Linked DNA regions of Rattus norvegicus: region 2 is linked to region 1. Evidence: chromatin contacts called from public Hi-C data. All regions are on one chromosome and are shown on one strand. The core of a region is the stretch at or near the end of the contact, and the rest is flanking DNA. Distances in the headings are between cores, read along the strand shown.

Region 1 (5,649 bases), core at 1,342-3,841:
GACAACGTCAGGATAGCTGGGAGGAGAACCAATGAGGATCCAGTATTGATGGTCTCACAGAAGCAATGGATCTTGAATCAGACCACTGGCTCATCGAAATGGACATTTGCAAGTGAGGAGGTGTGGACGGAGGGATGTATTGTGGAACACACTGTGACATACCACAGCTCCCACAATGAGATATTTTCTAGGCTTTTGTTGTTGTTGTTGTTGTTGTTGTTGTTGTTGTTGTTGTTTGTGTGAGTTCATTGGGGGTAGGTTGCAAGGGTGAGTGGTGAATATGGGGGGGGGCAGGGAGATGAGGTGGACTGGGGTCCATGATGTGAAACTCACAAAGAATCAATAAAAATTTTTAAAACATGATGAGAGTAATGCGTTTTAAATGCGCATCGATATTACATCTCTGTAAATATCTTAGAATCACAGAATCGAACAAGATGAATTTATCATTATCTCAAGGGTTTCTAAATCCGTGTTGTTTTTAAGAGTAGACAAGAACATTTGTATGTTAAACGGGCGATGATGACTAACTGCCCTTCTGTAGTTTTCTCAATTACCTATTAGCATTACCTTGGCAATCAGACTCAGTCTCATTCTCATCAAACTAAATGTTGTTTGGGGTGTAGACTTCTCAGACATAAAAGTCCACCATCATCTTGAATTTTCACACCCAAGAAAACATGAAGTCTGGAGACACTGGAATGAGGTGAGGTATCCTAGTGTGCTATCAGTCATGAAAGTTTGTGCAAATTCAATGTCATTTTAATTACAAGTGAGTGGAAGTTACTTCCCACAAGCTGTTTTCAGAATCAATCAGATTTATTACATTCCGAGACTAGTATGAGCTTATCTGTAAAAGACCATCATATGCATCCCTTCATGACAAAGCCTTTAAAGGAAAAATGGATTCTCATTATTTTGTTAGTATGTTGTGTGTCAGAGAAAGGGATGCTGTGAGAAAATGAAAGTTCTCTGGCATAGAGCATCCCTGAATCAGAGTACCCACTGCAGGCTTCCCAAGCCTCCCGACCCCTTTGCTTTCAGACAGACGCTTTGCAGAGACACAAAAAACTAAGGGTCCCTTTTGGCTTTGATTTCTCTGTACCAGGATGCCTTAGTGGGGATACAATGTCCTAACGAACACGGAACTTTCACGGAGGTGGGGAGTGGGGTGGGGATGGTTGAGGACCTGCTCTCTGTTCTCTCTTTGCATTCTAGGGATGCAATCTAAACCACCCCTGAAGGGATCGCAGTGACATCTCGCTGAAGTCCCCCTAAGCTGCACATCTGGGAAAGTCCTCTCAAGACCCAAGGATCTTTCTAACAGAAGAATGCTCCTACAGCTGGCATCCTCCAGGAAAAGCTGGTGTGTCATTTCAGTATTGAGGACCCGAGGACCCAGGCTCTGAGGATGTGACTATTTCAGGAGCAAAGGCGCCCCCAGTTTTCGGCTTTCCCCTCTCAGAGGCTGTCAGCTCCCATAGCCTCTTCATTCCTTCCTTCTGTCTAGACCCAGGGAAAGGGAGAACCCAGATTCCAATCTTTTCCCGGGAGCCTGCAGCAGCCTCTAAGAATACAGTACACTAGGTAAAGCGTTTTGTTTGCTTCATTTCTCCCAGTTCAGTTAGGTCGTTCGGTCATCATCATGGTGCACTGGTATTTTCTAAAGAACTGCCCGCTCCCAACAACACTCTCTTTCTTCCCACTGGAAACAGAAACACGTCCTCTGCAGGAATTTTCCACTTAGCAGCCCTCGCTTCCCTGGCTGTGGCCTCACACCAGCCTGCAATGCTGTATTTATTTCCACTGCAGTTTGTCGGTTTTCTTTCCTTTTTTTTTTAATCCAGCACAATGAGTGGTATTCAGTCATTTTAAAGCCACTCAACCCCCTCCTACATCTTAGCTCTCTTTTTAAAATAATGCATACTTTCGAGCAATGTCAGGGAGAGCCAGAAGCTTTTAAGCGACATTACAGTTAATTAGTTATGTCGCCATCACAGAATCATCAGCATTCTGGTCATCAACCTTCCCCTCTTCTCCCCTCCCCTCCCCTCCCCATCCTACCCCATAATTTTCTCATCCCAGACCCCTTTCCTGTCCTGTAAACACATTAAAGACAAACCTCACGGTCCATATACTTTTCTCCCAATTGTTTACCTTCGCAAATTATTTCCTTTGAGCAATATTTACAAACTATACAACAGGCCTGACGCGATGATAAGAGAGGAGACAGATTGCTTATAATCTCCGCAATAAACCAGGAGCAGAGCTTGCAAATGTGTTCTCTGCCCTGACTGCTGGCATCAGCAAAGGCTTGCAGCTGAGCCCGATCTCAGCGCCACTCCCCACATCTCAAAAGCTGACTGCAGAGCTGGGGGCCCTAATGCCAACCCAGGGAGTCCTCCGGGGCAATCCCAAGTCTCTAGTGAATGCAGGGAAACGGGGGCATTTTAGGGGAGATCAGCCACTGGGTGAGGTACAGGGAAATGGTGCTAGCCGCCTCAGATGAAGACCTGAGGACCAGTGACCACAAAAGCCTGCAGTGCGGAGCTCTGCGGAGCCCGCGACAGGCAGAAGGAGGAGGAGCCAGGAGGAGCCTCCCCCGTCTGGCAGGGTGGTAGCTTCTCAGACAGTCTGGCCCAGGGGGTCACAGGAGCACAGCAGAGTGTCTGTAGAAGGAACTAGAATTTCGAAGATATAGAGGGGGTGGGGGGGAGTTTGTTCAAGCTGGGAGGGCGGGCCCCAGGGGGCGTATGCAACAAAAGAAGAAATAGATTGCAGCCTTGCAGGACACCTAGGGTATTTCTTTCAGGGGGCATTACTTCCACTTTTAGGCAGGAACAAGAGCTGGAAGCCAAACAGCAGCACAAGCTGACAGCTCCGAGGTGATCAAAGGGGACAGACTGAATGTCTTGCTCTGCGAGCTATTTATTACAAAGAGAGGGGTGCTCCTGGCCACGCTGAAGGGGAGAGGGATTAAGATCAAATAGAAAGACACCGGCCTGGGCCTGACTCCTTTATGTAGGAGAAGGAAACGGGCATGGCACGTACATTTTAATATATGGATATTTAAGTGTACTTGTACTTGAAGAATGGTATTCCATACAAGTTTACTTCTTCCCATGGACGACAACACACACACACACACACACACACACACACACACTTCTGTGATTTGGGGGAGAATCTGACTTTTTTCTAAGGGCGTCAGAGCAAGGTGTGAAAGCACCCTTCCTTATTTAGACAGGAGATACCAGCAGACCTGTAAGTGGGTCCTCCTTAACACATGGGCAGAACTCTATACATACCTTACAAGCTCCAGCATGAGGGATGGTCCCATAGCAAAGGCATAGGAAGCAGAAGGGAGTCTGCCTGGGCATTGGGCACAGTCTCTAGAAACACATTGCAACTAGATAGAAAGTCTTGCCTGAAGTGGAACACACTTTTGTACATGGTAACGTGTACATACGTGTTTGCCTTTTTCCACTAAAAGTTGACAAGGTGAAGCAATTCAACAGTTTCAAACAGACTAGCTCTTGCCCAAATTCAATGTAAAACATGACATCTCCCAGGAGCTCCCACTTGCTCCAAATTATTCCGTTCCCCAGGAGTCATTTTTATGCTACCATCATCTGTGCCTTATATGTATTTTCACACGCATATATGTTTTTAAACATCTTAATTTCATATATATTTCTGTAACTTGATTTTTATGTATTTATGAGACAGAAAATTTTTGTATCCGAGCCTATAAATCTGTGTAATTCTTCGCACAGCTACACAGTATTTTGTGATTTCTAGGTTTTATTAATATTGTAAGTCATGCTGGAACTGATACTTAGGTATTTTTAGCATGCACATTGGTGCTCTATGAAGGCCACACGCACTGGAATCAGCGCAGCATAACATTGTTAACTTAATAGGATACCAGCAAAACACTTTTCAGAAGGACCAAGACACAACTTGCATGTGACTAGACTTTTTCATTCATGGTCTCTCAAATAGGTCTAGAAAAATGGCTCCGTGGGTTAGAGTACAGTCTGCTCCTCCAGGTCAGGACCCAGGTTTAGTTCCTAGTACTCAGCTGATGACTAAACAGCTTTTAACTCCTGTTCCAGGGGAGCTGGTACCCTCTTCTGGCCTCTGTGGGCACTACATGTACATGGTACACAGCTATAAATGCAGACAGAGCAGCCACAAACTTAAACAAAAATAAATCTCAAAAATGATTAACAATGCACTGCCATTATTTCAACAACAACAACAACAACAAAAAAAAAAAATCCCAGGTTGCTTTCAGATTTTTTCTGATTACTATTGTGTTAAAAAAATCTTACTTATTTGATCATCATGTGTGTGTGTGTGTGTGTGTGTGTGTGTGTGTGTGTGTGTGAGAGAGAGAGAGAGAGAGAGAGAGAGAGAGAGAGAGAGTTTGAGGGTTTTCTGTTCACACACTTGTCCCTTTCACTCAGTATGTTACGTGGTGTATTTCTCAGCTGCGTTCCTTCTTTAACTGCTTGGGTACTGAAGGTTGACTTCTCTCAGTTCAATGTTTCTCTATTTCCCTCATTTGGTGAAAAGCTACTTAATCCAAGACATGCTCTCTCCTCAGAGTAGCTAATGATCACTGATTATTTGGGATGTATATAAACACATATCTAATATTTTCCACAGACGTTCTGAATTTTCATTTACTTCCTCAGCTGAGAGAGATAAGCTATTGCTACTAACATCAGATAAGCTTTTGCTTTTCCTATTGTACCAGGGTATTCTATTACAGGAGAATAAGTTGAGTCCAGGTGGAAAAATAAAAGATAAAATATCTAACATTCAGTGTATAAAAACAAGACATAAATGAAAGATAAAAAACACATGCATTTTTTTATAAAATTTGCACTGCATGTATTCTTAGAAAATCATTTTAATTTACTTAAAAGGTACTTTTGCATTTTATTCTATACATTTTAAATCATTGCATATGTAAAGCACACATTTACTGTAATATACATTAAGCATGCATTACATATGTACACTTGAACATATGTGTGAGTATATATACATGTTATATATCTGATAGATCAGCATTTTCATACATAATAATATACATGTTGTTCTAATCTGTTCTTAAATTAGGTCTCTACAAAAAGCTGCTTAGGTTATCTGTTATGATAAATTTATGCAACATGGGCTTCTTCAAATAAATCTGAACTCTTGTTTCCATCACTGTTTCTAAAATAATTCACAACTTGTGAATATTAAAGGGGCAAGTGAGTGCTATCTCGGTATCTTTTTTCCATAATGTAATGCCTTCTTTAATATACCACTTTGTAAATGTCGATTTTAATGTATCTATCTTGAGTTGTCCATATGGATATAAGTAAGTTAGTTTAGACCTTTATTCATGGAACAAAAGTGCTCGAAGCATAAAGAGTTGTCAGTTGTTATCTACAAAATGCCTTTCTGTTGTTCTTATTGTGGAACTGATGGATTTGGGGTTGTTTCTTTACCCTCTGAAAAGGTATAATTGTCCTTTGAAAAAAACTAATGAAATCTGTTCATGTTTCTTGGAGAACAGAAATCTATTCCAGGACATGGCAAATATATTCTCTCCTTTTTCTCCCTTTTGTTTTTGCTTTTTTTCCCCCCACA
Region 2 (5,884 bases), core at 3,152-5,651, 670 kb before region 1:
TACATTTCTGAAATCCTGGGTTAGCATTCAATACATTTGCCCTCCATGAATTCCCTGGGATACAGTGTGAAATCCAGAGCGGGAACAGAGATGGATTCTCACCAGCTGATTGCCAGTAATTGATTTTTTTCAAAGCTGCTATGAGATGCACCCAAGCGTAGGTCATTGCCTGCCTCACCCAGCTGTAGTGAACACAGAGATAGAGACCTTTATTAGGTAAGCTGTACGTCCCCGTAATTCGTTAGCAGCTAATTTAAAATGTCCCCTTTGTGTGTGAGCCAATATTGCTTAAAATTCTGTATAAGTTATAAGTAGGAGTCTCTTTATACTGCTTTAGATGAGGATATTTTTACTACATGTTGGTTTGGGACTTGGAGGAGGTCAGAAATCTGCGATATTTTAATTACATCTCGGAAAGAATAGCTCTCCATGCTTGATACCTGCGATTGAATAGAGAAGTCCCCAAACAGTGAGAGCTCAGTTAAGTAGAATGTTTATTGCCACGGTTCTCTTTGCGCATGCATCGAGCTGTGAAGTGAGTACCCGGCTTGCATTTCATAGCATCTCACTATTGCGGCTTTCATCCATCATCAGAAATAGGACTCCGTGGAGTCAGCAGCACAGCGAACATGGTAACTACAGGCCCCTTGCCTACCTCCCGGAACCTGCTGAAACCGGACCTTCATTTTAAAACATCCTGGGGCCAGAGAAGCCTCAATCTAGCAGATTCGGTTATTTTGTATCATTGATGCCAAAGTTGCAAGCATTTGTCCCCTATAGTTTGGGTGGCTTCGCAGAGGAGGCTTTCAAATATTCGTAACTATGTGCAGGTATATTAAAATAAATATAATCTTTCAATTAAAAAAATCCATAAGTTTTCATTTTCCTTCAAGCATTGTTTCAAATTGCCACAATAATCCGAGTTTCCGATTGTTTCTCTAGTGATGACCTATTTGTATTAAGGAATGTGTCTGCTGATATATATATTAAATATAATATATATTATATATAATAAATGACATTTTTCTATGATTTTCTTGGTAACATCATACACAGGCCATTTTCCCATTTTATCAGTAATTGTAGATATGTTAATAAAATATGCACCGACGACGTAAAATTTAAATTCTCACAATCAAGACTGTATTCAAGACATCAGTATGTCTTGAATTTAGTTCTGGCAGTGCTTCTAGTCGATGTTTTAAAACGCAGTCCGCTCTCCTTTATTCGTTTCAGATGTGGTTCCCAGCTGTCCTAGAGATGGCAGCATCGAGTAACTTATTTGGTAATAGGTTGCTTGCCTGCTCAGTGAATTTTCAGTTAGGTGTAAATTTTCATTACAATACACAAGACTGATTTAGCATAAGGTGACAGGATAATACCTGTATCCACTCAACATGACTTCACTCCGTTTCCACAAAAGTCTACCTTCCTTTTCTGTATGTTTACGTAAATCAAATGTGAATTTGCATTCCCAGAGTTATCTCAACCCGTGAATTAAAAAAAAAAGAAAAAGAAAAAAGAAAAAAAAAAAAAAAGAAAAGAACTGAACTTACTGTAGTACAATTTGAATATTAGCTGCCTTTAAGATTGGTGGTAAAAACTCAAGTGAGTAGTGTGTGTGTGGGTCTCTCTCTCTCTCTCTCTCTCTCTCTCTCTCTCTCTCTCTCTCTCTCTCTCTCTCTCTGTGTGTGTGTGTGTGTGTGTAACTAGGGATCCAATCCAGAGCCTTGGAGAACTCAAAACAGTTGTTCTGCTTCCTCCTCAGTCATAATAACATTACTTTCATATCATGAAATCTCTAACGTTCTGTGAAAATGACTTACAAAAATCTTCCAAATCAAATTGCTTTTGATGTTCGAGAAAATACTGTTTCTCTCATAGAGGTACGTCCTTTTTTCCTCCCTCCTTTTTGTTTGTTCTTGGTTGGTGACAGAGGGTTGGAAGTAATTTAAAAAGTGAAAGTCTGGATTTGAAGTGCCTTTCTACACACTGCGAGCCCCCCTTTGGACTAATCGAGACGAAGCAATTGTTTACCCCCCGCCCCCGCCACTGTTATTCTGCTACACTAACTTCAGACATCTCTAGTTGACATCCTTCCTCCCGCTAAAGCATTTCAAACCTTCAGAATCCTCTTCATTCTATTTCTGCCTCCGTACCTTTTCCAAATTACTCGCTATTTATAGCCTTCCTATAGTGGGCACGTGTGCCCGCATCGCCAAGCTGTCAGAGGCGGAAAATGTGGACTTTCAATTCAACGTGTGTACCAGACAACACATTAACCTGCATGATAAAGGAGGTGAAAAGAGAAACCGGAGGCTCTCAGGCTTTCCGGAGGAGGCGGCACCTACAGATGCGGGATACACCAATTCAAGTACTGCAAGCATCTGAATGGCGCCAGTGCCTACGTCTGTACCCTCACTCTTCCCTTTACCGCATCTGTGCAAGACGGGAAAGACAGGCAACTCCACCAATCAGCAGGCTGCCCCGGGAACTTCACCCCGCCTCTCTCCCCGCATTCTATTGAGGCGCGCTGCCCCCTTCCCCCGCCCCCTACTCCCGGTTAGGCAGTCTAGTGATTTGAGCATGCCCAGCACCTTTACCTCTGCGTCTCCCTGCGAACATCCTGCAGTGCCAGAGAGCTGGAGGCTGAGGGGGTTCCTGGCGTAGGAAAGGAGGCGGAAACCTAGAACCGCCCATGTCTAGAGTAGAATGGCTTTAAGCACCAACCTTTGTAGGTCTTTAATGCCGGTTGGGCTAGATAGGGACATCCTGCTTGATTTATAGGTCACCTTAAAAAAAAAAAACTTTGGGGAGCGTCTGCTTGTGGTGAGGCTGAGAAACTGGCTTTGCAACTAGGCTGCTGACCCGTTTTCATCAAGAAGAACCCATTTTCCTGTACAGCCTAGCCACTTATCCTTGTCTTCCGCTTATCCTTGTGGTCAAGGTTAAAAATGTATAGGGTCATCCAAGGCGCGGGCAACTATGAAACAAACATTTGCTGATACGTACACAGTAGGGGCTGGGCTTATGAACTCTGTGAAGGTCCTTTACATCTTAAAAAAATAAAATCGCAAATAGACTTAGAATGCGATAAGGAGCTCCTGGTATCCTCCGCCCCCCTCCCATCCTTTGCACCAATCCCTAAGTGTGAATCCCTGTTCACCTGCAGGAAGAGAGAGACATGGTGACATTTACATTTTATTTCCTTAGTGATCTGCGGTTCATAGTGCCAGGCGTGAGATCCCAGGTCTTGATTTCGAGAGACCCTAACCCAGCCAACAGTCATTGCCCTTGGGTGTCCCTCTCTGTTCCTTCCAGGTGCCTCGCCGCGGCACATATGAAGATTCAGGTGGAAGACTGGCCCAGAAGTCCTTTAGAAAACCTTACAAAAATGTAGATCTCCCTACCAGGGCCTCTCACCTAGACACTGACCTCCAGCTGCCTCCCGGGGGTCGCCTTTACCTGTTGGGTGAGAGCTAGCAGGTCACTTGCGCCCCCTCCACCCCAGCGCCTCCACCCCCTCGGGGCTCTGCAGCCGCAGTGCACCCCCTCTAACTGCCCCCTCCCTCACTCCTGCGTCTTCCCCAGACCGCCCCCTCCCGTTTTCCCAGACTCCCCTCCTGCTTTCCGGTAGCCACCCAAACACGCCCGCCCTCCCGCCGCGGGGATTCCTGCGGGCCGGGGGCGCCCTGGGTGGCGCGGGCCTGGGAGGCGCAGCGCCCCGGGCTCTGTCGGCCACGCAGGGGCGCTGCCCGAGCGCTGCAGTAAAGGGCCAGTGCGGGCGCCTCTGCGGCACGGCCGGGGGGTGGAGAGGGGCGGGCGTGGGGCGGGCTCGGCCCGGAATGTAGAGCAAGCAGGGAGAGGGAGAGAGACCCGGGCTGGAGCCTCCCGGCGGCAGCCCGGCTGCAGAGCGCAGAGGCTCCGTCACGTGTTTTGCTCCTCTGGAGTGAGACGGCGGCGCGGTCTGAGGAGGGCCGGCGCGCGGTGCCAGCCGCCGCTTGTTTTGGTTGGGGCTCTCGGCAACTCTCCGAGGAGGAGGAAGAAGGAGGAGGGAGAAGGAGGAGGGAGGAGGAGAGAAGTAACTGCGGCGGCTGCGCCTCCCGAGGACCGGGCGTCTTCCCCGATCTCTTCCCAAACCTCCTCCCCCCCCCCGCACTCCCCTCGCCTCCCTCCCTCGTCCCCTCCCCTCCTCCCTTGCGGACTGGAGCTAGGGGCAGGGATGAGCCTGTCCCTCTGGACCGTCCCCTGCTCCCCCAGCTGCCCAGTAGCGTTGCGCGTGGAAAAGCCACTTTCCCCGCCCGCCGAGATGGGCTCGAGTGCGGGCTGCAGAGGACGCGTCCTCGGGCGGCAGCAGCAGCAGCAGCAACAGCCGCAGCGCCGCGGTCTCTGCGATTGAGCTGGTATTTGGGCGGCTGGTGGCGGCGGGGACTGTTGGAGGGTGGGAGGAGGCAGAGGAGGAGGAGGAGAAGGAGGAGGAGGGAGAACCCCGTGCAACGTTGGGACTTGGCAGCCCGCCTCCCCCTGCCCAAGGATATTTAATTTGCCTGGGGAATCGCTACTTCCAGAGGGGAACTCGGGAGGGAAGGAGCGCGCGCCTGGAGGGCCAAGCGGGGACTCCTCCGGTCGTCTCTGCCTCCCTGCATCGGACTCTACCAGGGGCGGCAAGGGATGCACCATAGCTCCTTCTCTGCTGCAAGGACTGGGGGAGACTTAGTCCTCGGAAGATTGCGGCTGCACTCACCCTAGACCCACTGCCTTTCCCTCTGGGCATGAAACGCCCTTAAACTCGGATCAGGCTATCTTCCTTTGGCGCAGCTACCTCGTCCTTCGGCTGCCCCTCCCCAGCGCCAGGAACGGCGTGAATTTCGGAGTCAGGGTTTCTGCTTGCTTCCTCCAGCCCGGAGTGCATGTGCGGGGCCGCACCGAGAAGCCACCCCTCACCCAGTTTTTCGACACCTCCCTCTGCTCCGCAGCAGCATGGCGAGCCCTCCGGATACCGATGGCTTCTCAGACGTGCGCAAGGTGGGTTACCTGCGCAAACCCAAGAGTATGCATAAGCGCTTTTTCGTGCTGCGGGCGGCCAGCGAGGCCGGGGGCCCGGCGCGCCTGGAGTATTATGAGAACGAGAAGAAGTGGCGGCACAAGTCGAGCGCCCCCAAACGCTCGATCCCCCTCGAGAGCTGTTTCAACATCAACAAGCGGGCTGACTCCAAGAACAAGCACCTGGTGGCTCTCTACACCCGAGACGAACACTTTGCCATTGCGGCGGATAGCGAGGCTGAACAAGACAGCTGGTACCAGGCTCTTCTGCAGCTGCATAATCGGGCAAAGGCCCACCATGACGGGGCTGGAGGAGGCTGCGGTGGTAGCTGCAGCGGCAGCTCTGGCGTCGGAGAGGCAGGGGAGGACTTGAGCTATGACACGGGCCCAGGACCCGCGTTCAAGGAGGTCTGGCAGGTTATCCTGAAACCCAAGGGCTTAGGTCAGACAAAGAACTTGATTGGTATCTACCGCCTCTGCCTGACCAGCAAGACCATCAGCTTTGTGAAGCTCAACTCTGAGGCTGCCGCTGTGGTGCTGCAGCTGATGAACATCAGACGCTGTGGCCACTCAGAGAACTTCTTCTTCATCGAGGTGGGGCGGTCAGCTGTGACCGGGCCCGGCGAGTTCTGGATGCAAGTGGATGACTCCGTGGTGGCCCAGAACATGCATGAGACCATTCTAGAGGCCATGCGGGCCATGAGCGATGAGTTTCGCCCGCGCAGCAAAAGCCAATCTTCATCCAGTTGCTCCAACCCCATCAGTGTTCCCCTGCGCAGGCACCATCTCAACAATCCTCCGCCCAGCCAAGTGGGGCTGACTCGGAGATCTCGAACTGAGA

The links. A called contact is a pair of places that touch in the nucleus more often than the background predicts.
Region 2: a Hi-C map of Schwann cells shows a contact between it and region 1, with 9 times the contacts expected there. The contact joins the promoter of Irs1 here to the enhancer-like site in region 1. A contact is called at or near these places in 6 of 12 Hi-C or Micro-C datasets (the A7r5 cell line, Schwann cells, frontal cortex and 3 more) and 1 of 1 datasets of contacts at active chromatin or transcription factors (oligodendrocytes).

The regions. Positions count from the first base shown.
Region 1 is chr9:90,380,808-90,386,456 of GRCr8, reverse strand. No RefSeq gene overlaps it. Among named protein-coding and RNA genes, the nearest start is that of Nyap2, 530 kb to the right of the region's middle. Within about 2 kb of position 2,591, at least 42 of the 93 cell types and tissues checked have an H3K27ac peak or open chromatin away from gene starts, as enhancers often do. A contact at or near this core is called in the A7r5 cell line and Schwann cells, where this site is marked.
Region 2 is chr9:91,052,476-91,058,359 of GRCr8, reverse strand. Irs1 (insulin receptor substrate 1) reads left to right here and starts at 4,401. Exons shown (of 2, transcript NM_012969.2): 1 at 4,401-5,884. The coding sequence starts at 4,981.